Regions from separate parts of the Mus musculus genome. Here regions 2, 3, 4, 5, 6 and 7 are each linked to region 1. A link is a contact called in public Hi-C, HiChIP or PLAC-seq and promoter capture Hi-C data. All regions are on one chromosome and are shown on one strand. The core of a region is the stretch at or near the end of the contact, and the rest is flanking DNA. Distances in the headings are between cores, read along the strand shown. Region 1 holds the start of Mageb3 (melanoma antigen, family B, 3). Region 2 holds the start of Ckmt1 (creatine kinase, mitochondrial 1, ubiquitous). Region 3 holds the start of Lcmt2 (leucine carboxyl methyltransferase 2). Region 4 holds the start of Spata5l1 (spermatogenesis associated 5-like 1). Region 5 holds the start of Trp53bp1 (transformation related protein 53 binding protein 1). Region 6 holds the start of Slc30a4 (solute carrier family 30 (zinc transporter), member 4). Region 7 holds the start of Gatm (glycine amidinotransferase (L-arginine:glycine amidinotransferase)).

Region 1 (2,700 bases), core at 63-2,562:
GTTCTCCTGAGGATCTCAGGGAATTGCTCCTTATACTTCTTGTTAACTACTGCCAGCATTTCACTTCTTGTAACTGCTTCTTTCATCTTAAATTTATCTAGCAGGAATTCTATCAGCACACTAGCCTTCCTCATGATAGGATCTTTCAGTGTGTGCTGAATGGAAGTCCCTGCCTGGGTGCCATCTGAACTTTTTGTATCAGGCAGGACAGTAGCATTTCTACCACCTATACCAGAGCCTGTGCAGGATACACCTGCACCAAAAGATCCAGGGTTTTTCACACCCTGAGGAGCAGAACCACCAGGGAAGCTGGACCCAGCACTCAGGTCAACAGGAGAAGACCCTGCTTCCTCTGCAGTGGGCTGAACTACTTGAACCTCCCTGCGTGACTGCTGTCGTTTAGCACGGGAGCGGCTCTTACTCTTTTGACCCCTAGGCATGTTGACTGTGCTCAGGACTGAAGTAGAAGAGCTGACAGGCAGGAATCAGGACTTCCGAACTCGTGGATCAAGCTCTTTTCTGCAAACCCTAGGATTGTTCTCTTCAGACTGGCGTCCAAGCCTCTCCTGTCTCAATCAGCATTTCTTATAGAATAATGAGATCAGCTTGGAATTTCAGTCAAAAGTGCTATCTAGACCAGTGTTTCTCAACTTGTGGGTTGCAACCCTTAAGAGGTCAAACCACAGGTTGAATAAGATCATGGGAAAACATATTTGCATTCCGATTCATGACACTAGCAAAATTACAGCCATGAAGTAACAACAAAGATAATTTTATGGTTGGTGGGGTCATCATACATGAGGAACTCTATTAAAAGCGTTTCAGCATCAAGAAGATTAAGAATCATCCAGATTCTAGATGGAGCCCACAGTCGTGTGTGAAAACCCATTTGAAAGACTCGAGTTTTAAGCGTACAGGATCACTGCCCACATCGCGAGGAAGGGAAGGGTTAAGAGTCTCCTTCATAGGTCCAAGGGCAACAGGGGCTCCCGCTAGCAAAGTGACCTAGGAAGAGAACCTCGGGGACACTCCGCGAACCTCCGAAAGCACCGGGACCAGGCTGGGTCTGGCCATCGGGAGCGCAAGGCACTGGCTCCCGCTCCAGCGCGCCAAGCCGTTAGCACCGCCCCTTCCCGCCGGCTCCACCCACCGCCGCCTAGTCGCTAACCCTGGCCGCTGGGTGCGCGGCGCGTTCTTAAACCCCGCCTCCCAGGCCAGGGCGCGCTCTCCTTGTCGCCCGGCTCTAGGCGGTTCCGTTAGCGGCGGGAGGGAAAACCGCCCCCGGCGTCCCCGCCTCCGCTGCTAACGCTTTCCTCCCTACTCCCCCTGCGACCACCCCGCAGCCCGCTACGGAGGCCCCCGAAGTACAAACGTCCCCCACGCTCCGAGCCCCATCGGAGGCTGAGTCCAGTCTAACTCCTCGGGCCCTAAGCTCATTTTTTTTTCATTGTTTTTTGTTGTTGTTGTTTCTTGTTTTTCTTTTGGTCAGGAATTCGCTCTGGTGAGTTCCCTAAGGCGGCAGAAACTTCAGCCTCTTCACGGTAGTAAAAGTTGGTTTCCCCTCCCCCGCTGCCGCCCAGGCCTCCCGCATTCCTTCCCTCCCGCCTCTCCGGATCGGGGCGGGCGGGGGAGGAGGGAGCCAGAGCGCCTGCGCAGGGAGGCCGCTTTCCATCCGGGTCCCTGTCCGTGCGGTGCAGCAGGTCGGTAGGCGGGAAATGGCGACTGGCTGAAGGAGCTGGTTCTGTTGCTGCTGAGGGATAAGCGGGAAAGACACCACCTATTGCGCAGTCGGGACCATCGCCGGAGCCCGAAGACACTTTTCTGTCGTCACAGTGAAGGTAATTCCCTTGGTCCAGACGCTGCCGTTGCTCCGAAGCTCAGTCCTCTCTCAGGGCCGTCTGCCGGGATCTCCTCCCCTTCTCTAGCCGAGCCCTCAGCGGTTCCAGCAACGTCCGTAGGCATGCACTGTTGGCGCCTTGTACGTCCACTGTCGTGGAAGCTGCTCTGGCTTGGACTTTCCCCAGGGAACGGCCAGGGAGCTCACTTCCCGCCAGCTTCAGCTCTTAGGCTGCGGCCTGTGTTGTGATTTCTGGGGTTAGATTTCACTTTGCTACCCACCCCCAACCCCATCTCACGTTCCCAGTCTCTGACCCCGTGGACCCGATAGCTAATTAAGTTAGATTGCCTTTTCGAACCTTCTTGTGGGCCCACGTAATGTTTTTGGTATTTCATTCTTGTAGGGTGCATTAGGGGGGCGTTGCTCTCTCTACTTGAGCTCTTACAGACATCCTTTGAGAATCTGGAAAGAGGTTCTTGGAGCTTCTGTCGTTTTCTGTACTGCTAAAATGTTGAGTTGACATTACTACTTTTTAAAGTCAAGTGTGGTAGTAAAAACCAGCGTGTGTAGGAGGCCTCTGATTTCCGTAGTGGTTAGTTAAGGGTGAATCTTAATTCTATTTAGCATGTTGTTTACGTTGGGTAAGTCCGTATGAGTTTACCTTTGCGTTCTTGACCAGGATTCTGTGATAAATAATTGCATAAATAAATAGTGTTTATTTACTTCTCGCCCTAGTGGTAGCTGGATGTGTGAATGACGTTAGGCACTCTCAGAGTACCTCGGAGAAACCTACTGAGATACTGCCAGGAAACTACCCTAAGCTCCTGACATGAGTATTCTTAGATGCTACTCCAAGGCAAGGC
Region 2 (2,700 bases), core at 15-2,514, 600 kb before region 1:
ACTGTCTTCTGGAACATCAGGAAGCTGAAGGTAGACATATTAATGGCAATATGTCTGCTTTGCTTTGGCTGGCCCTCCGCACCCAAACCTCAGGTCTCTATCTCAGCTTCAGCTTTCATTCCCCTTCCTGCACTAATAAAAGTCAAGTTGCTCCTAGCCCAGCACGTAGCTGTGGAAACAAACCCTCTTGAGTCTGAGTATGCACTTCGCAAAAGAGAGAGCGGACCAGGAAGAAGACAGAGACTCCCTGATGACCTTATGCCCTTGGATACTACCAGCCTTCACACTCCAGATTAAACTGCCTTAGCAAGCCAAGAGAGGAAGCACGAGTGGTTCGGGAGACCTGTGCCTGCCTGTTCCATTCCACACCCAGTCATCTCACCACACCCTCCTCCTCTCTTTATATTCCCCCTCCAGTCCAGGAACTGCCAGCTGCAGAGAAGAAGGAAGAGAAGGAAGAAGAAACTCACCATTCCCTGCCCAACCCCAGCCCCACACCCAGAGCAATCAACAGGTAGGCTTTCAGACACTACTCAGGAAGAGTCCTTCGAACAGCAAACAGATTTAAGCCTGGAAAAGAAGAAGAGAAATAAAAGATCAAAGGTGAAGCAGGGGTTAGAGTAGAGGAAAAAAAGAAAAAAAAAGCAGGTCCCCAATGAGAGGCAGGAAATAGCCAAGCTGAAGACTTGGAGGCAGTGAGTTTGGGAGACAGAATAGACAGGATAAGAGCCAATAGCTTTCTGATTCTTAAGGGATCCTTTCTCAATCTTATTAGGAAAGCATAGGTGTAGCTGGGAGTTCCCTGGTGCTCTTCCTGGTTCTTAGGGGAAGGTGACCTTGAGGCTGTGCTGTCTTTCCCCTGAGCTCGCTCAGTCTTCCTCCTCTATCTGTTTATTCTGTGGTTTTCCTGCGGCTGACTCTCCTGGGGAAAATGGAGAGATGGCGTGCAGATCGAATTCAGAAAAGAGGCTGGGCAATGTCAACCTCCCCACCCCCACCCCTAAAACCCAGAAAATAGACGGATTGGGTTTCAGATTTAAACAGAGAGGGTATGAAAGAAGGGGGGTTTCAGGTTCGGGAATCCCTGTGGTGCTGTCCTCTACTTAGTGCTGAAATCTGACCACCCTCATCCTTGGTGGGCGTCTGTCTCCAGCCTCAGGGAGTAAATCTCCGGTCTTCTTAATTACCTGGCTAGTGCTACCCAACCCCACCCCCGCACACCTAGCGCGGTGGCAGGCGGGAAGGCGGAGCCTGAGTGAGCCCCACCCCTGGAGACTGCGGCTGGGGCCTCCCTCTGCTCTGGCTGGCTCCTTGCTTCGCTGCGCTTCTCCTGCAGCCTGGTAGGCACCGGCTGCCACTTCAGCTTCAGCCTTCATCGTGACCCCTATTTTGGCTCCAGTCTCCGACCCAGCTCCGTCCTCTCTCTACCCGGTTGCATCTTCCCTCCTAGTTCCTGACTTGCGCCAGATCCTGCTCTGAATCTTTGTAGCCGCATCCCCAAGCCATGGCTGGTCCCTTCTCCCGTCTGCTGTCTGCCCGCCCTGGACTCAGGCTCCTGGCTTTGGCTGGAGCTGGGTCTCTCACCGCCGGGATTCTGCTCCGCCCGGAATCTGTAGGAGCTGCCGCTGCTGAACGGAGGAGACTGTATCCCCCGAGGTATTAGAGCCTGAGATGCACGAGGTGGGGGCTGGGGGTGGTAGTGGTGGTGATGGGAACCGAACAGGTAGAGAGGATAACCTGAGCAAAAGATAGGCCTCGAAGATGGATTTCCTGTACAGTTTGGAGATCCTAGCCCTGTAATGGAAGAACATGTCTAAGGACATGTCACCCGATGTCACTGCCTCCACACCAGCTTTACCTTTGCAAATTCTAGGTTCACCCACTGCCCAAATCCTTTTTGGATGACTAGAAGCTTTTTTTTTTTTTTTTAATCTCGACCTATTCTCCTTGTTCTCCCGAATTCTCCTGAGTCTCTCCCCTCCCCCATCTCTAATGTTATGCTCACTAGAGAAAAGCAACTCTGTAGACAAGGGGGAATTGAGGTGTTAGAACTATTAGGAAAGAAAAGACCCTGGAAATCCCTGAAGAGATTATCAAGATTTAGCCTACCTCTAATTCCCCCTCCTTCCAATAAGCAAAGCCAGACATGGCTCACTGGACAGCTCCCAGCTGACATCAGTAGGTCTAGGCTCCTGTGCCCTCCCTCCATGGTTACTGGGTACCCCCTTCCCAGCGCTGAGTACCCAGACCTCCGAAAGCACAACAACTGCATGGCCAGTCACCTGACCCCAGCAGTCTATGCACGGCTCTGCGACAAGACCACACCCACTGGTTGGACACTAGATCAGTGCATCCAGACTGGAGTGGACAACCCTGGCCACCCCTTCATCAAGACTGTGGGCATGGTGGCTGGAGATGAGGAGACCTATGAGGTAGGGGGCCCCTCAGAAATCCCAGTTCCTTCCTCCTAAAGATCCCTCATGTCTGTTCCCTCAAGACTCTGGATTGTCTATACTCAAACGTTCTGATCCAGTGATATCAATCTACAACTCAAGTGTTTCTTCTTTATAATCGCCTCTTCCTCTTAACTCCTTTTCAGGTATTTGCTGAACTGTTTGACCCTGTGATCCAAGAGCGGCATAATGGATATGACCCCAGAACAATGAAGCACACCACTGACCTTGATGCCAGTAAAGTGAG
Region 3 (2,700 bases), core at 153-2,652, 820 kb before region 1:
TCCTCCAAGAACCAGAACCCGAGTATCAGAAAGCCTTGTCATGGTGTGATAAAGGCGTCCATCCCACTGGCCTTCAGTCCCCAAGGTACTTATTTGGCAGCCTTCCCATTCCGAGTCACAGGATCTGGAGAGCACGTGAAACCTGCTCACTCGGCAGTGTCGTCCCTCTTGTTCTCCAAAGCCTCCTGCACTGAAAATAACGCCAGGGCTCAAGAGGGCAGAGGCGTGGCCATATCGCTTCAGGCTTGAGTGCTGGTGGTCACTAGTGACTACTCTGGCAGAAAGAAACCCTGAAGGCGAGGCAGGATCTATCTGAAAAGAAGCCTCTGAGGGCTCAAACACTGGAGTTTCTGACAGAATGTCTCCCCTAGATGCTGCCAGGATGAAATAATGTGAACACTTCAGATGCCACTCCTCATATTCATCAAAGGGTTCAAGCGTCTCAACCCGCTGGCGCTCTTCTGCCGAGAGAAGGCGGCGATAGAACTCGTTCAGGTCCAGGGCGCTGCAGGCAGTCCAGCCAGCTTGAAGGAAGCGCTGGCGCTGGGCCTTCACGACGGGAAACAGCTCCAGGCCATGCAAGGGTGAATGCAACCGCTGAAAGTGCTGCAGCATGATCTGCCCAAAGGCATCCCCCGGCTGCATCTGCTCATAGATCACGAAAAGGGCGTCGGGGAAACGCTGGGCGGCCCAGGCAATGAGGGCTGTGGCACTGGAGGGCTCCAAGTAGGTCAGCACCGCCTCGGCCAGGAGCAGCGTGGGAGAGGTGGCGTCCAGGCCGGCGCCATCCAGGGCCTCTCCTAATCGCTGGAGCTCCCGCAGGTCCGCGCCCAGGATGCGGTAGTCCGCGCTCTCGAAGCACAGAGATGACGCCGAGTCCCCGATCTTGAAAGGACCGGTCTGCGCACGCAGCTCCGGGGTCTCCTCGATCCTCTCCGCCTTGAGCCGAGACACGTCCGGGAAGTCCACCTCCCAGACGGCAGCTCGGGCCAGGAGGCCCGCCGCTTTCAGACGAAAATAAAGCGAGTCGGAGCCTGAGCCCAAGGACAGGATCTGGGCTCTGGTCCGGGACGGGAGCGCGCTAGTGAGTTCGAGGAAGGCGCGCACGCAGTGACGCACGGCGCGCGCGCGCACGTAATAGCCGCGGTGGATAAGCGGCGTGCGCCGCACGGGTCCCGGGACCAGCAGCGCCGCAAAGGGGTCGCGCACGTATCCGTGTGCGGCAAGCGATCGTTTGCTGAGGGAGCTGCTGTCGTTGGTGCTCTGGACCGTTCCCGCCCGGCGCTGGCGGCCTCGCGGGCCCATGACGAGAAGGTGCTCAGCAATACTGCACACAGAACACTTACCGAGCTCCCGCTCATCCGCTTCTGGGTGCGTCACTTCCGAGAAGACCGCTCTCTGCCAAAACCCGCGAGAGGTTTTTTGACCTTCCCCCCCCCCACCCCCCCTTTCCAAATTACGTTTTCCTGGGAACACGCCAGCTGCTTCGGTAACAGCTAGCGCTTGGAGAGCTCAAGTTACCTCTTTGTACAGGCATTTTCTGCAGGGAAAAAAAAAACTTGTGTAGATCCTCTTATTTGAGAACATTTTTAGGTGAATCGGAGGCTGACGACCTGATACCGGTTTGGTCCGGCAAAAGAGGACCAGCACCTCGGATCTTAAGCAATCCAGAGTAGATTGGTCCTTGCACAAAAGTAACAGTTGCTCCTTTATTGAGTGTTCTCGTTGCGAGGGAGAACTCATTTAGATCTTAAATTAGGCCATATGGAAAGTGAAGAAAGAGACCTTTACGGATAATTACTGATTATTATTAACCCACTGCCCCTGTACGTGCTGTTTATTCTCATGTAGTCTAAATTCTGTGCTAGGTCTACAGTGAGTAAGTATTCAGCATGTAAAAATGACACTCCCCTCCACTTCCAAGATTCTGTGATTCGTATGTGGTATTGAGTATGTCTGCTGAAAATCGCTATAGAAGAGATGTGATTATTCCCTGTGGCGTTGTTGTTTAAAGGAAGCAACCCAGGTTGGACTTTTAAAGTTTCTACATTTGATGCTTAGGAGATACCAGTAAGAAAGCACTCCCAGAGATGCGTAGAAACTTCATCATTTACTAATTTAGTGTCTGCTTGGATTAGGAAAGGAAATAGAAAGACTTGAAGAATGGTTAACTCAGAGCAGTAGTATGTAACGGCTGAGAGTATGAGTTCTGGAGTCCAACTGGATCAAGAAAAATTTTCTATGAAGATTTGGTTATTGGAAAATGTTTTAGGGTTAGGAACTCGTTAGTGGTCTTAGAAGAGCAGATTGTGTGGCAGAATGATTCAGTGCGTGCAAGATATGTTAATAAAGGCATCTAGTCGACCAGAAGGATCAGAGACAGGAGGCAGCAAATACTACCCTCCATCCAGAGACAGGATTTTCGCCTGACAGACCCAACCCATTTAAGGAAAGTGTTTGTGCGACGTAAATATGAAATAACATGTTTTCTTGTAAAAGCAAATTCGTGCTACATGTGTAAGCTAACCTGACCTACGCAGTAGATTAAAGGAGCCCAGAGTTAAAGGGACAGACGAACGCTGGATTTTTAGTTTTCGGGTGTTTTTTTTTTTCTTGTTCTTTTTTTTTTTTACTAGTCATTTCCCCATTGCAGACACACCTAAGTTAGCTTTGCTTAACTTAAGTTAGTGGGAGCAGGGG
Region 4 (2,700 bases), core at 129-2,628, 670 kb after region 1:
TTTAAATAGTGCTCATAAAATTGCCAAATTTGGAGTCCTGTAACCAACAAAAGGACCACAGAACTGTTATTATGTTTTTCTTTTCAAGGTTTTCTTTTTCTTTCTTTCTTTCTTTCTTTCTTTCTTTCTTTCTTTCTTTCTTTCTTTCTTTCTTTCTTTCTTTCTTTCTTTCTTTCTTTCTTTCTTTCTTTCTTTCTCTCTCTCTCTCTCTCTCTCTCTCTCTCTCTCTCTCTCTCTTTCTTTCTTTCTTTCTTTCTTTCTTTCGATACCTTTCTCCATTCTGTAGTTTAGGCTTGCCTAGACCTCACTAAGTAGCCCAGGTAGAACTATAAATTGTTCTAATCCTTATTTAGTCTCCCAAATGTTGTGATATAGGTATGAACCATCACAGCAAGCTTAGAATGGTTTCCTGCAAGATTGTAAGTATGATGAATTCAGATGTATGGATGACTGAAACAATACAATGAAAATGGTCTGACTCAGAGGAGCAGGATGGGTTAAGGCTGCCTGGGAAAGATAATCTATAGTTTTACTGAGAATGTGTGAATGAGTTGAGGGCCCAGAAACACAATCCCTTCCTGATATTTGTGACACAAGGAGGGGAGTGGCTGTTTTAGTGGGGATGCTGTATATTTCTTGGCCAAGGTCAGAGAACTTTATAGTTTGGCCCTGAACGGGATCAGCCTCTTTATGCAACACGAAAAAACATGTACTGTCCTCCACACCATATCCCCACTAACTTAGCCTCTACCCCTGTTTTAAATCAGTGCTGAAATCTGAAAGGTTAAGTTCACTCTAATTGCCTCAGTGGGCATCAGTTATGACTCTCAGCTGTACCTTTCATGCGACCATGGTCAAAATATGCAGAGAAAAACCTCTTAAGATCACCCTATTAAACTTCCGTTTCCTGGTCAGTTCTTTACCACAGCTATCCACACGCACGCTAGCTTTCACACACATCCCTTTACATATTGAAGATGGTTATTATGTCTTATTATTAATGTCTTCTTTCCCATTTCTAGACGCTCCAAGTCTTTGGAACGAGGATAAAAGATCTTTCATAAGATGCGAGTATCATGATTAATTTGGCGGGTATTTTATTTACACCTTGTTTATATCTGTAAGCACGTTACACCTTGTCAGCAGTTTGGGTTTTCTTTTTTTCCTTAAGAAATCTTTTTACTTCACAAAATGAAAACTCTTATGGCCTAATGGAGCAGCCGTATGTCTGTCAGATGCCAGCGGAGACCTTTTCATTGAGGCTCTTGGACCGACTACCGGGCGTCTGATGTTTATGGAGAGCCAGGCTTTTCTCACTTTCCCAGAAGTCCTTTCGACCGTCAATCAGAGGCTTGTTCCTTCTTGGCGCATGCGCGCCGCCTGCATCCGGCAGCCGGGTGGATTGCTGCCGGGCTTTCCCCGGCGTGGTTCCCCGAGTCATGGCTCCGGACTCGGGGCCCTTCCCCGACGGACAACTTTTGAAGCTGCTGCCGGTGGATCCCCGGGACCGGGACACCCAGCGCTGCCGCCTGGGGCCGGCCGCCTTCCGCAGCTTGGGTGCGCGCCTGGGCTCGCCGCTGAGGATCTCGTTGCCCGCCGGCGGCTGCTGCCTCTGCACGGCCTGGCCGCGGCGCGACAGGGTGGATGGCTTTGTGCAGCTGGACCCGCAGTGCGCTAGCCCCGGGGCCCGGGTGGCCACGGGGAGGATAGGTATGGACTGCTTGCAACCCGTGCCCTGTCCGCCCCTGCGGCGCCTAGAGGTGTGGCCGGTGCTGCGGCCCCAGGCGGGAGCCCCGAGTTCCGCCGCGGTGCTGGAGGTAGTGCACGAGCTGCTGCGCAACCGGCCTGTGTCTCGGGGACACGTGGTGACCACCCCGCCGGGTGTCCCCGGCCCTGTCGCAGCTCTGCACGTGATGGGCGGGACACCGGACCCAGAGCCCGGCGGGTGGGTCACACCGCATACCCGCATCACGCTCAGTGACAAGCCTCCGCCACAGGTCGAGCCTCCCGGGGAGGTGACCCTTGGGGGTCTGTCGGAGACCGCCGACTCCCTACGGGAGCTGCTCCGCCTGCCGCTGCGCTACCCGCTCGCCCTAGCCGCGCTGGGGCTGGCTGTGCCCCGCGGGGTGCTCCTGGCGGGCCCCCCGGGAGTGGGCAAGACCCAGTTAGTGCGGGCCGTGGCGCGCGAGACTGGCGCCGAGCTGCTGGCGGTGAGCGCCCCGGCGTTGCAGGGCTCCCGGCCCGGGGAGACCGAGGAGAACGTGCGGCGCATCTTCCAACGAGCCCAGGAGCTGGCCAGCCGCGGACCCAGCCTCCTCTTCCTGGACGAAGTGGATGCCCTGTGTCCCCGGAGAGGCGGCCCGCACCGAGCTCCCGAGAGCCGAGTGGTGGCCCAGGTGTTGACGCTGCTGGACGGCATCCACAGGGACAGGGAGTTTGTGGTTGTGGGAGCCACCAACCGGCCAGACGAGTTAGACCCAGCGCTTCGCAGGCCGGGCAGGTTTGACAGAGAGGTAAAGTTCCTGAAAGCTCGCCTTTTTGGAATGTTGGGTCAGGCAGGAGTTGTAGATCACTTGTCACATGCAAGCTAGAACCTGGGTTCAAATCGTTCTGGGAAGCAGGATGGTCATTTGCTTTGTTGAAGTAACTAATCCTGATGCATGCATATTAAACTGAAATAGCCTTTGGAATGAGAACTTA
Region 5 (2,700 bases), core at 161-2,660, 680 kb before region 1:
GACAGAAGGAGGTGGATATTAGCACAGAAGACATTTGCCATCAAATTTTAATACAAATTGAGAAATGGAGGCAACACCAAACTAATCACGGGTATCCAAAGGCTTACTGAACACTAGATAACAAACTAGGCTTCCTTACACATAATCTCAACTGCATGTTTAAATCGTTCTGCCCCCACAGGACCTTAAACACTGCAGAGAGCCAAGCCTTCAACTGCTCACCTGAAGCTTTCTTTTCTTTCAGATGTTCATTGAATGAGCTATTACTGTCTCCTTGTTCTACAGCAGATTGTTCCGGATTTGATACAATATCCTAGAAAACATGAGCACATAAGATCCTCACAGTACACAAAGTAGTACAACAGGGACCTTTCTGTGGGTGAGAACACGTTGATTTCATTTTTCGTTCCCCACCAACTTTATCCAAAAGCTAACAATCAACTAAACACGTTAATTTTCTGGGTTAGTTTGGTGTAGGGGGGTCAGAAAAAAATAATAACTTGAACAGGGCATCATCACTCACTCACCAACACGGGGTTCTCTTTGTGCATCTGCAGATTAGGAAGGTGTCGAGATAGCACGCTGAAGTGAGAGCCTGCATCTTCTTCCAGAACCTGGCTTTCAGGCTGAGAATCTTCTATTATCAGGCAAGGAGTGTCTTGCTGAGAGAAATCTGAATCCAATTGACTTCCAGTAGGGTCCATCTGCTCCCCTGGAATGGAATAACAAAAGATCAGTTCGAAGAGTAACCCTATTGAGCTTTCCACACACAATCTGAGACTAAATAAAGGGGCGGAAGTGTGAGATCGAGAAAGGGACCATTCTAGGGCTACCCAGTAGCCCACATTTGCAATCGCTCTTAGCACTTTCTCAGCCATCTCCCCAGCCCTCATTTCTCCGTTATTTACCACCGCGCCTCTGGATCCTTCGATCTCCCCCTCCCTCCCTCCTTTCTCTTCACCTTCCCTCAGACACGCTTCCTTCCTCACCTCTTCTCCCCGCCCCTTTCCATCCCCCACACAACTCTCCCCGCGTTCTGACGCCACTGAGCCCCGGGAAGACCTCTTCGCAACCCCGGCGGGCGGGAAGCCCACGGCCCTCATGCGGCCTCAGGACCACCGCGGCGGCTGCCTCCCCACCCCCTCCCCGGCCCTCCAACCCCGTCCCCGTCACCGCCGCCATGCTTGCCACCCCGCCCCCTCCAGGCGGCCAGCCCTTCAAGCCCGCCACCCGGGCCTCTGCGGCCCGCTAGCTCGGCTCCGCTCGCAGCACTACCTGGCATCCCGGCGAGAGGTGCCTCGCGCTGGATCTAGAGGTTTCTGCACGCTGCCCAGGCCCCTCCAGGTCGATCCCCAGGTCGCCACTGTCGCCACCGCCGCCACTGGCCGCGAGCTCCCCCTTTTCCCGTCACGTCACGCAATATCGGATCGCCCATTCGCTGCTGTTGTCTGCCACTCAGGAAATCCTATGGATGATAGGTGGCTGAGGTGAAGTGCCCGCCCCCAGCGTAAGAAAAGGAACACGGCGGCGTGTTTCCATGGTAGCATGGACGTCGCAGGCCCTCCCCCTAATACAGCCAGCATGACAGTATCCTTGAACCGAAGGGACATTAAGAGGGCATGAAATAAAAACCCCTGCCTGAAGGACGGGGGTACTCACTACTCACACTTGAGGGCTTCGGCCCCTTCACTGACTTCCGTGGAAAAGGAGAGTCTCCTGGATTTTCAAAGAAAGGGCAAAGAGGAGGAGAATTGAGGAGAGCTAGTACTTCTGAAATGGTGAAATGGAAGAGAAGCCTCTGTGGGGTTTGCCAGTGTCGATCAGGATCCCATTTGTAGACCTCTGCCTGAATTTAAAGGCTTCCGTTTTCCCACTCTATGTCTCTGGCAGTTTTGATTTTGTTGTTTTATATTGTCTTCGTGTTCCCACTCCCTTTCAAGCTTCCCTATTTGTCTCTCTCTGCCCTTTCTTTTAGGGAATTGCAGCAGCCCCAGACGCTTTGCACCTCCCATTGAACGAACTGAGCATTGTAATCCTCAAACTAGAAGCAAAGAGAACAGCTGTCACCCCTACTAACTCAATGACCTAAAGGATCCAGGCCCAGAGATTTAATTATCCTAATCATGGTGTCAGGGTCTTATAAAGGGTGTGGCAGCTGTGACAACTATTAATGAACTGAGCTCAAGATACATATGTGGTTTCACTGTCATTTTAATTTAAAGAGCCGTTGGATCTGGGCTAGAATTCTAACCAAGCAGCTGTCAGGAGGGAAAGCACCTAGCACAGTGCCAAGAATATACATAGAAGGCATTAAAATGGAGGCGGTTTTCTCTACTCCAGACTCAGAATTATTTAGGCACAGCCCATACATGATTCTCAACTTCTATAAATGCCCAGTTTAGCACTTGAAATAAGCCAAGCTTAGAGAGGAGCATCCTACCAGCCAATCTCCTCTCTGCTGCTATAAATTACAGTGATCATATTCTCCTAACCCAAAAATCAAAGCATGTTGTCTTCATACGCATTACTTGTGGGAACAAAAGGATCAGCTTAAACGAAATCGCTCTGAAAATTTTAGGATCTATTGTTATAACTAAAATTCCAATCCTAGAATGTTTTACAAGTAGAGCAAAAATGACCCAAATCACAGAGACACATCTTACCTCTTAATCCTAAAATCATTCATGATTGACTCCTGAG
Region 6 (2,700 bases), core at 33-2,532, 750 kb after region 1:
AAAAAAGGAGAAAAAAAAAAACCCTAGCTTCTGCAGCTGCCGGGGAGACCTCTAGCAAACTGTAGATACTCCTTTTAATAATGAACTTTTAATTAGTTGGCTGTATAGAGTTTTGTAAAGCCCTTGGCTATAAGCTCAAAAGGAAGCGGCATAAATAAGCATCAAATAACCAAAATGTAGACAGAGAGGAAAGTCTGGTACTGTGGATGGCTCTCTCTTTTCCCAATAAGATTCCTCATAATCTAATCCCTTCAGAACTTCTGTGTGAGAAAACAGAATGGTGTTCAGTAACATCCCTTAGTACTATAAAATTCTGATTCTAATCCATGTCAGAATTATTTTAGACGTTGAAAGATAAACCTGGCATTTTATCAGAATCTGTAAAAGGAGAAGTTACATGATATACAGTCAAGATAACACCCTAAACCCTACAGTAAAAGGCACTGTTTATGGGAGTTACAAGATATACCTGCAAGCTCTCAGTGGGCGCTCACGGGAACCGCACTTTGGAATCCCGTGTCCCTTTCCTATGGACCCACGAAAGTCTAGATACTCAGCAAACTTCCTGAAAACAAAGTTTCCACCTCAACTCCGGCGTAGCTAACAGCTGGACAAAGTCAAAGGCAAGCGAGTCGGCGACACAACTCACCTACAAGCTCTCCGATCATGAAAAGCAAGTAGAGGACGGCAGCGATGGTCAGCCTGGTCTTCACCTTCCTCTGCTTCAGCAACTCGCGTCGCTTGCTGCAGTTGTCACAGGGGTCCATTTTCAAACTCAGCTGACTGTTGGTTAAAGGTAAGTCCTGGTCCAATAAGGAGTCATCGTCGGCCTGGAGGGCCGGGTGCGCCCCGTTCACAGGCCTTTCCGGGGCTTCCGAGTCATCGTCGGCCACCACGACTCGAAGTTTATTAAAGCGCGAAAGCCCCTCGTCGCTCACCTCGTCCGAGAAGTCGAAGGCGCTGGTGTCATTTAAGAACAGCGGCGTGTCGTCTTTCCTCAGCAGGGATTTGAGGCGCTTCCACGCGCCGGGGCCGGCCATGGCAGCGGAGGGGCGGCCGGCGACTCCGCCTTCACCGGCGCTCGGGCTCCTCAGGGCAGCGCGGCGCGTCCCTGCCCATCGTGAGGAGAACGAGACCCCGCTCCTGTCGCCGCGCCCCGGCCGCGCGCCAGCTCCGGACTCGGCGGTGCTCGGCTACCTGCGGGCCGACGCCGCCGCGCATCCCCGCCCGGAGCTCGCGCTACTGCGACCCGGGCCAGGGACCGAGGCCGAGCCCCAGCCACTGCACCCGCCCGCCCCGTGCCGCTGGGAGGCCGGCCGCGGGGTCTGACAGGCCCGGCCTCCTCCGGCCCCTGAACGAGGCGGCGCGTGCGCCCGCGAGGCGCGAGGGGAGGGGTCGGCGCGGGCACGCAGGCCGCCGCTTGGGGGCGCGCCGAGGGGGCGTGGTCGCGCGTCGCCCCCTGCCCCCGCCCTCCCGGCCCCGCCTCTCGGGCTCTGAGGTCTTGTGCGCTCTGAGCCCCCGGGTGTGCCGCGGGAAGGTCCCCCCGGAGCTGGGTGTCACTGCTCTGAATTCCCTCCACTGGAGATGGGTCTCGGGAATCTCAGGTCCGATCTTGGTTATGGATGGTCCGTGGAAAATGTCCTTTAGTGCTTTCTTACCAAGTGGGAATCCTGGTAGCTTTTCTTCTACCCAATCGGCAAAAAATTGCCGATTATCTTGGTCAAAAGGCTAGGACAAGACTAGGATGGTCAGTAGTTCTATGGCTTGCTTTAAAGTTTCCTGTTTCTCAGCAAATATGTGTCTTCCTTCTGTGTTCACTGCTACGCTCCTTGGGCACAATTGTGTGAGCTTACTTTCCCTATGTTTCATCACATTCTCAAATGTCCTCAAGAAGCAAGATTAAAGGCAACACTGTTGGTAGAATTCATTTTAAAGTGTAAATCCTTGGCTTCCACCTTTCTTTCCTTTTGAGATCCTTAGGATCTAATCCAGGGGCTCATGCAAGTTAGACACGGGGCTACACCTGCATCTTGCCTGTGGTGTCCTGCAAGCTCCTACTTCCCCAGGGTTTACAAAGACAATATTTTAAAAAGTTTTTATATCTTACCAAAATTTCAGGTCACAAAAATACAATGAAAAAAATCACACGAGGCAATTTTAACGATTCTGTTGACACCTTAGAATCCGGTGCGAAAAGAAAGCCCTGGCTACTTCTGTATTCCAGAGTGATCCCTCAGTCCTAAGTTTTCCCCCAGAGCTGCAGTCATGAAAGCAAATTAGACCCTCCATGGTCCCGAGATCAGGAAGGGAAGGCTATTGCCTAGAATTTCATCAATCAGGACACGATGGTAATAGCCAAAGGGAGACAGCTTACGAGCCATTACATTCCTCGGCTCCAAATATCTTAGGAGTAGATTGTTCTGTTGTTTTTAATGTCCCATTTAACTGCCTACAATGTTTCAGGAGTGTCATCGGAGTCTCTTAAATGCAGCCTCAAGGTAGGAGGGATGTGAATGTTTCAAGAATAGTTGAAATAAAAGGATGGGTTGTTTGGGGACATTTCCAGCGCGCTGTGCTGAGGAGGACTGCCTTTGTGCGTTCTGTTCTTTCACTCGTGTCTCACTGGATTCTCGAGAAAGTGATGAGACGACAAAGCCATATTTTAAGCTCTGTCCATAAATTCTGTGATGACCCCACTCT
Region 7 (2,700 bases), core at 105-2,604, 660 kb after region 1:
AAGGTATGGTTAAAGTGTGAGACTCAGGATAACACAGATATGTACTTGAGGAGACCCTAAGATGTTGACTAGTAGAGGGGTTTTGGGTGATTAAAAAAAAAACCCACATAACTTTTTGTTGATGATAGACTGATTTTGTTTTTGTCATATGCTGTAATCTTTTAGAACTCCCAGAAAGATCTGGTTCCCAGCAACATGTTTCCCATATCTATCTCAAAGTTTTTGCAAACTAATTTTCAGAAACTTTCTTAGAAGATAGGCCATCCTCTTCCTCAAGGAAGTGCCCAGTAAGTACCGGCAATGTCCAACTGAAGGAGGAAGTCTTGCTTTTTCAGTTTGGAAGGTTACCAAAACGGAGTTCTTTTTACTGTAAATAACATGGGATCTGAAAAGACCTTATCTTTCAGAATAAGCAACCCCAACCTTTTTTTTAATCACTTTTTTTTTTCATTTCAAGTCAGAGATGACTGTCATGTGTACCATAAGGATTAACCCAGGCAGGCACAGAATGTAAACTTAAAAAGAGATCTAAGCATATTAAAAACCTTCTTTCTTTCTTCCTTCCTTCCTTCCTTCCTTCCTTCCTTCCTTCCTTCCTTCCTTCCTTCCTTCCTTCCTTTCTTTCTTTCTTTCTTTCTTTCTTTCTTTCTTTCTTTCTTTCTTTCTTTCTTTCTTTCTTTCTTTCTCTCTTTCTTTCTTTCTTCTTTTTAAGACAGGCCTGTATAACCTAGCGCAGGAAGATTCCCTTACCCACTCCCCCTGGCAAACCTCATCCCGCCCCCAAACTCTATCAGGCTGTTAAAAGTCCTCTAAGAAGGGAGCTAGAGGGACTCTTGGGTGGAGACCCAAAGCAAGAGAGCAAATGACAGCTGTTCAAGAACCAGCTGCTGGCAGAACTCATCTGCCAGAGCTATTCCTGTCAAGGAGCAAGGGAGGGTCTGCAGGCATGGGCTCGGATATCCCAAGGAAGCAGAGGGCCTGGCAGAGCAGCAGGTGGGGGACAGGATGGACTCATTCCAACTTCCCCGGTAAAGCCCAGGGATCCCAGAGTTTCAGCTGGAGCCGGCCTGTAGGCTCCGTCCATGCCCTCACATGCATCTTCCCAGAAAACGCCCTCACGGGCTACGGAACACAGACCACGCCACCCTGTTACCGGGGTGTCCAGTCTCCCTCTGGGTCCCCATCCTGCATCCCGCAGAGGTCCCGAGGCAGCGTAGGGACTCACCCGAGAGCCGATGTAGTGCACCGCCTCGGCACCTCGGCTGCCTCCGCGCAGACACCGCACCCGTAGCATCGCCCCGTCTCTGCTGCTCCGCGTGCACAAGGTCCTAGTCGCCAAGCTCGCGCCAGCTCCCAGCCTGCGGCCGCGCGCGCTGCTTTTGTAGCCGCGCCCAGGGCCTGGCCCATTGGCTGCCAGGAACAGGTGGCCTCGGCGTCCGTGGGTCACGTCCCGGGGCTGGCCCTTTTTTTTTTTTTTTTTTAGCTCGTGCCTCCCGTACTGGCTCAGGTCAGCGGCGGCGAAGACCCATGAAGAGGCTACCCAATGCCTAGCAGGGATGATGGTTCCTTAGTCTCTCTTGTTGGAAGTCCATTTTTCAACCTGAATGTGTAAACCCCAAGGCCAGTCTTAGTCCATGGGCCACTGAGTGGAACGGCCCCGAGTTAGCTTCCAAGTTTGTCGACCTGAGCCTATGTGGTGGTGGTCTTTAGAACACTGGTGGTCTTTGGCTAGGTGCTCCTGCTTTGAGAAACTCAGTTATGAAAACAGGCAGATAATAATAAGTCAAAAGTAATAAGGAGTGGGGGAGCTACAGTTAGCTTCTGCTTCTGAGGCACATCTTAAAAGGTTTCTTTCAATATGACTTGGGTGCTTGATTACAAAGTAGTTCCCTTAACTGGATTTGTAGAACTAAAACTAGAGAACTCAAATAGACACATCACTTCCTAGCAGAAGGGGCAGATTTGAGTACTTCTTGCCTGGCTGTGTCGTCCAGTCTGGCTTCCGGCCCTCCATTCTCCTGGATCCCGCGATTATAGGCTTGTATGATGAGCACCCCCCACCCCCCTGCCGGCTTCTCTGTGTTGTGTTTTCTAGAAACTGAGAACGGTGACATTGATAGTCCCTGGTCCACGAGCTAACCAGAGACCAAAATAAACGGTGCCGGTAAAGTCTAGGCAACTCTTAAGAGTCGTATGATTACGAGGTAATACTCAACAAAGAGGTCTCAAGGTCCTGATATGGTGAAGGGAGCCAGTGAGTCTAGGTTCCTATCTTAGCTCTGTTCTTAAAATGCTGTGTGGCTTGGAAGCACAACCCTGGACCTTTCTATCAAAGGCTCGCTCCTTCTGCTAGTGAGGGCTTCGGGGAATCTGAAGAATTTCTCAAAACTTAAAACTTTTACCCAATAGATGAACTCAATCAACTCTGGGGACTATGTCTTTGGGTGTACTTAGGGTGACCAGAGATGTACCCTTCTCAGTGAAGGGATTTAAAAAGATGGTTAAGGTTCAGGATATAGCTTAGTAGAAGAGTGCTCTCACTCACCTTGTATTTAAAAGCAGCCAAACAACCGAACCAACCAAACCAGCCAAAACAAACCTCACCACAAACCTTGTAAGAGCCAGCATAGTGGTTCAGTCAACTTTGTAAGTTCCAGGAGGGCTTGGTCTGTCTGATACTTTGTTTCAAACAATGGCTGG

The links. A called contact is a pair of places that touch in the nucleus more often than the background predicts. HiChIP or PLAC-seq counts read pairs in DNA pulled down with a chosen protein or histone mark. Capture Hi-C pulls out chosen DNA fragments and counts their contacts.
Region 2: a contact with region 1 is called in an HNF4G HiChIP or PLAC-seq map of pancreatic cancer cells. The contact joins the promoter of Ckmt1 here to the promoter of Mageb3 in region 1.
Region 3: a Hi-C map of CD8 T cells shows a contact between it and region 1, with 6 times the contacts expected there. The contact joins the promoter of Lcmt2 here to the promoter of Mageb3 in region 1. A contact is called at or near these places in 3 of 484 Hi-C or Micro-C datasets (CD8 T cells, pro-B cells and uterus) and 1 of 115 datasets of contacts at active chromatin or transcription factors (astrocytes).
Region 4: a promoter capture Hi-C map of liver shows a contact between it and region 1, with 4 times the contacts expected there. The contact joins the promoter of Spata5l1 here to the promoter of Mageb3 in region 1. A contact is called at or near these places in 6 of 39 promoter capture datasets (the C10 cell line, frontonasal cranial neural crest, liver and 2 more), 1 of 484 Hi-C or Micro-C datasets (CD8 T cells) and 2 of 9 other capture datasets (adipose tissue and liver).
Region 5: a contact with region 1 is called in a FOXA1 HiChIP or PLAC-seq map of pancreatic cancer cells. The contact joins the promoter of Trp53bp1 here to the promoter of Mageb3 in region 1. A contact is called at or near these places in 1 of 39 promoter capture datasets (pre-B cells), 2 of 484 Hi-C or Micro-C datasets (CD8 T cells and embryonic stem cells), 2 of 115 datasets of contacts at active chromatin or transcription factors (pancreatic cancer cells and stem cell-derived neural progenitor cells) and 1 of 9 other capture datasets (adipose tissue).
Region 6: a promoter capture Hi-C map of liver shows a contact between it and region 1. The contact joins the promoter of Slc30a4 here to the promoter of Mageb3 in region 1. A contact is called at or near these places in 1 of 39 promoter capture datasets (pre-B cells) and 2 of 9 other capture datasets (adipose tissue and liver).
Region 7: a contact with region 1 is called in a promoter capture Hi-C map of liver, with 3 times the contacts expected there. The contact joins the promoter of Gatm here to the promoter of Mageb3 in region 1. A contact is called at or near these places in 3 of 39 promoter capture datasets (hippocampal neurons, liver and pre-B cells) and 2 of 9 other capture datasets (liver and pancreatic islet).

The regions. Positions count from the first base shown.
Region 1 is chr2:121,954,780-121,957,479 of GRCm38.p6, forward strand. It overlaps Mageb3 (melanoma antigen, family B, 3), which reads right to left and starts at 1,313. Exons shown (of 1, transcript NM_008545.2): 1 at 1-1,313. The coding sequence starts at 440. Ctdspl2 (CTD (carboxy-terminal domain, RNA polymerase II, polypeptide A) small phosphatase like 2) reads left to right here and starts at 1,222. Exons shown (of 13, transcript NM_212450.4): 1 at 1,222-1,838.
Region 2 is chr2:121,357,346-121,360,045 of GRCm38.p6, forward strand. Ckmt1 (creatine kinase, mitochondrial 1, ubiquitous) reads left to right here and starts at 1,265. Exons shown (of 9, transcript NM_009897.3): 1 at 1,265-1,656; 2 at 2,234-2,432; 3 at 2,600-2,695. The coding sequence starts at 1,505. It overlaps Gm33947 (a long non-coding RNA gene), which reads right to left and starts at 1,474. Exons shown (of 2, transcript XR_374934.4): 1 at 837-1,474; 2 at 470-570.
Region 3 is chr2:121,139,296-121,141,995 of GRCm38.p6, forward strand. Lcmt2 (leucine carboxyl methyltransferase 2) reads right to left here and starts at 1,403. Exons shown (of 1, transcript NM_177846.3): 1 at 1-1,403. The coding sequence starts at 1,305. It also overlaps a transcript of Adal not described here.
Region 4 is chr2:122,629,247-122,631,946 of GRCm38.p6, forward strand. It overlaps Spata5l1 (spermatogenesis associated 5-like 1), which reads left to right and starts at 1,379. Exons shown (of 3, transcript NM_001033256.4): 1 at 1,379-2,513. The coding sequence starts at 1,440.
Region 5 is chr2:121,269,997-121,272,696 of GRCm38.p6, forward strand. Trp53bp1 (transformation related protein 53 binding protein 1) reads right to left here and starts at 1,411. Exons shown (of 28, transcript NM_013735.4): 1 at 1,276-1,411; 2 at 528-712; 3 at 223-313. The coding sequence starts at 1,282.
Region 6 is chr2:122,701,381-122,704,080 of GRCm38.p6, forward strand. It overlaps Slc30a4 (solute carrier family 30 (zinc transporter), member 4), which reads right to left and starts at 1,283. Exons shown (of 7, transcript NM_011774.3): 1 at 650-1,283. The coding sequence starts at 1,040. It overlaps 4930417H01Rik (a long non-coding RNA gene), which reads left to right and starts at 1,259. Exons shown (of 5, transcript XR_866691.3): 1 at 1,259-1,604.
Region 7 is chr2:122,609,923-122,612,622 of GRCm38.p6, forward strand. It overlaps Gatm (glycine amidinotransferase (L-arginine:glycine amidinotransferase)), which reads right to left and starts at 1,355. Exons shown (of 9, transcript NM_025961.5): 1 at 1,226-1,355. The coding sequence starts at 1,294.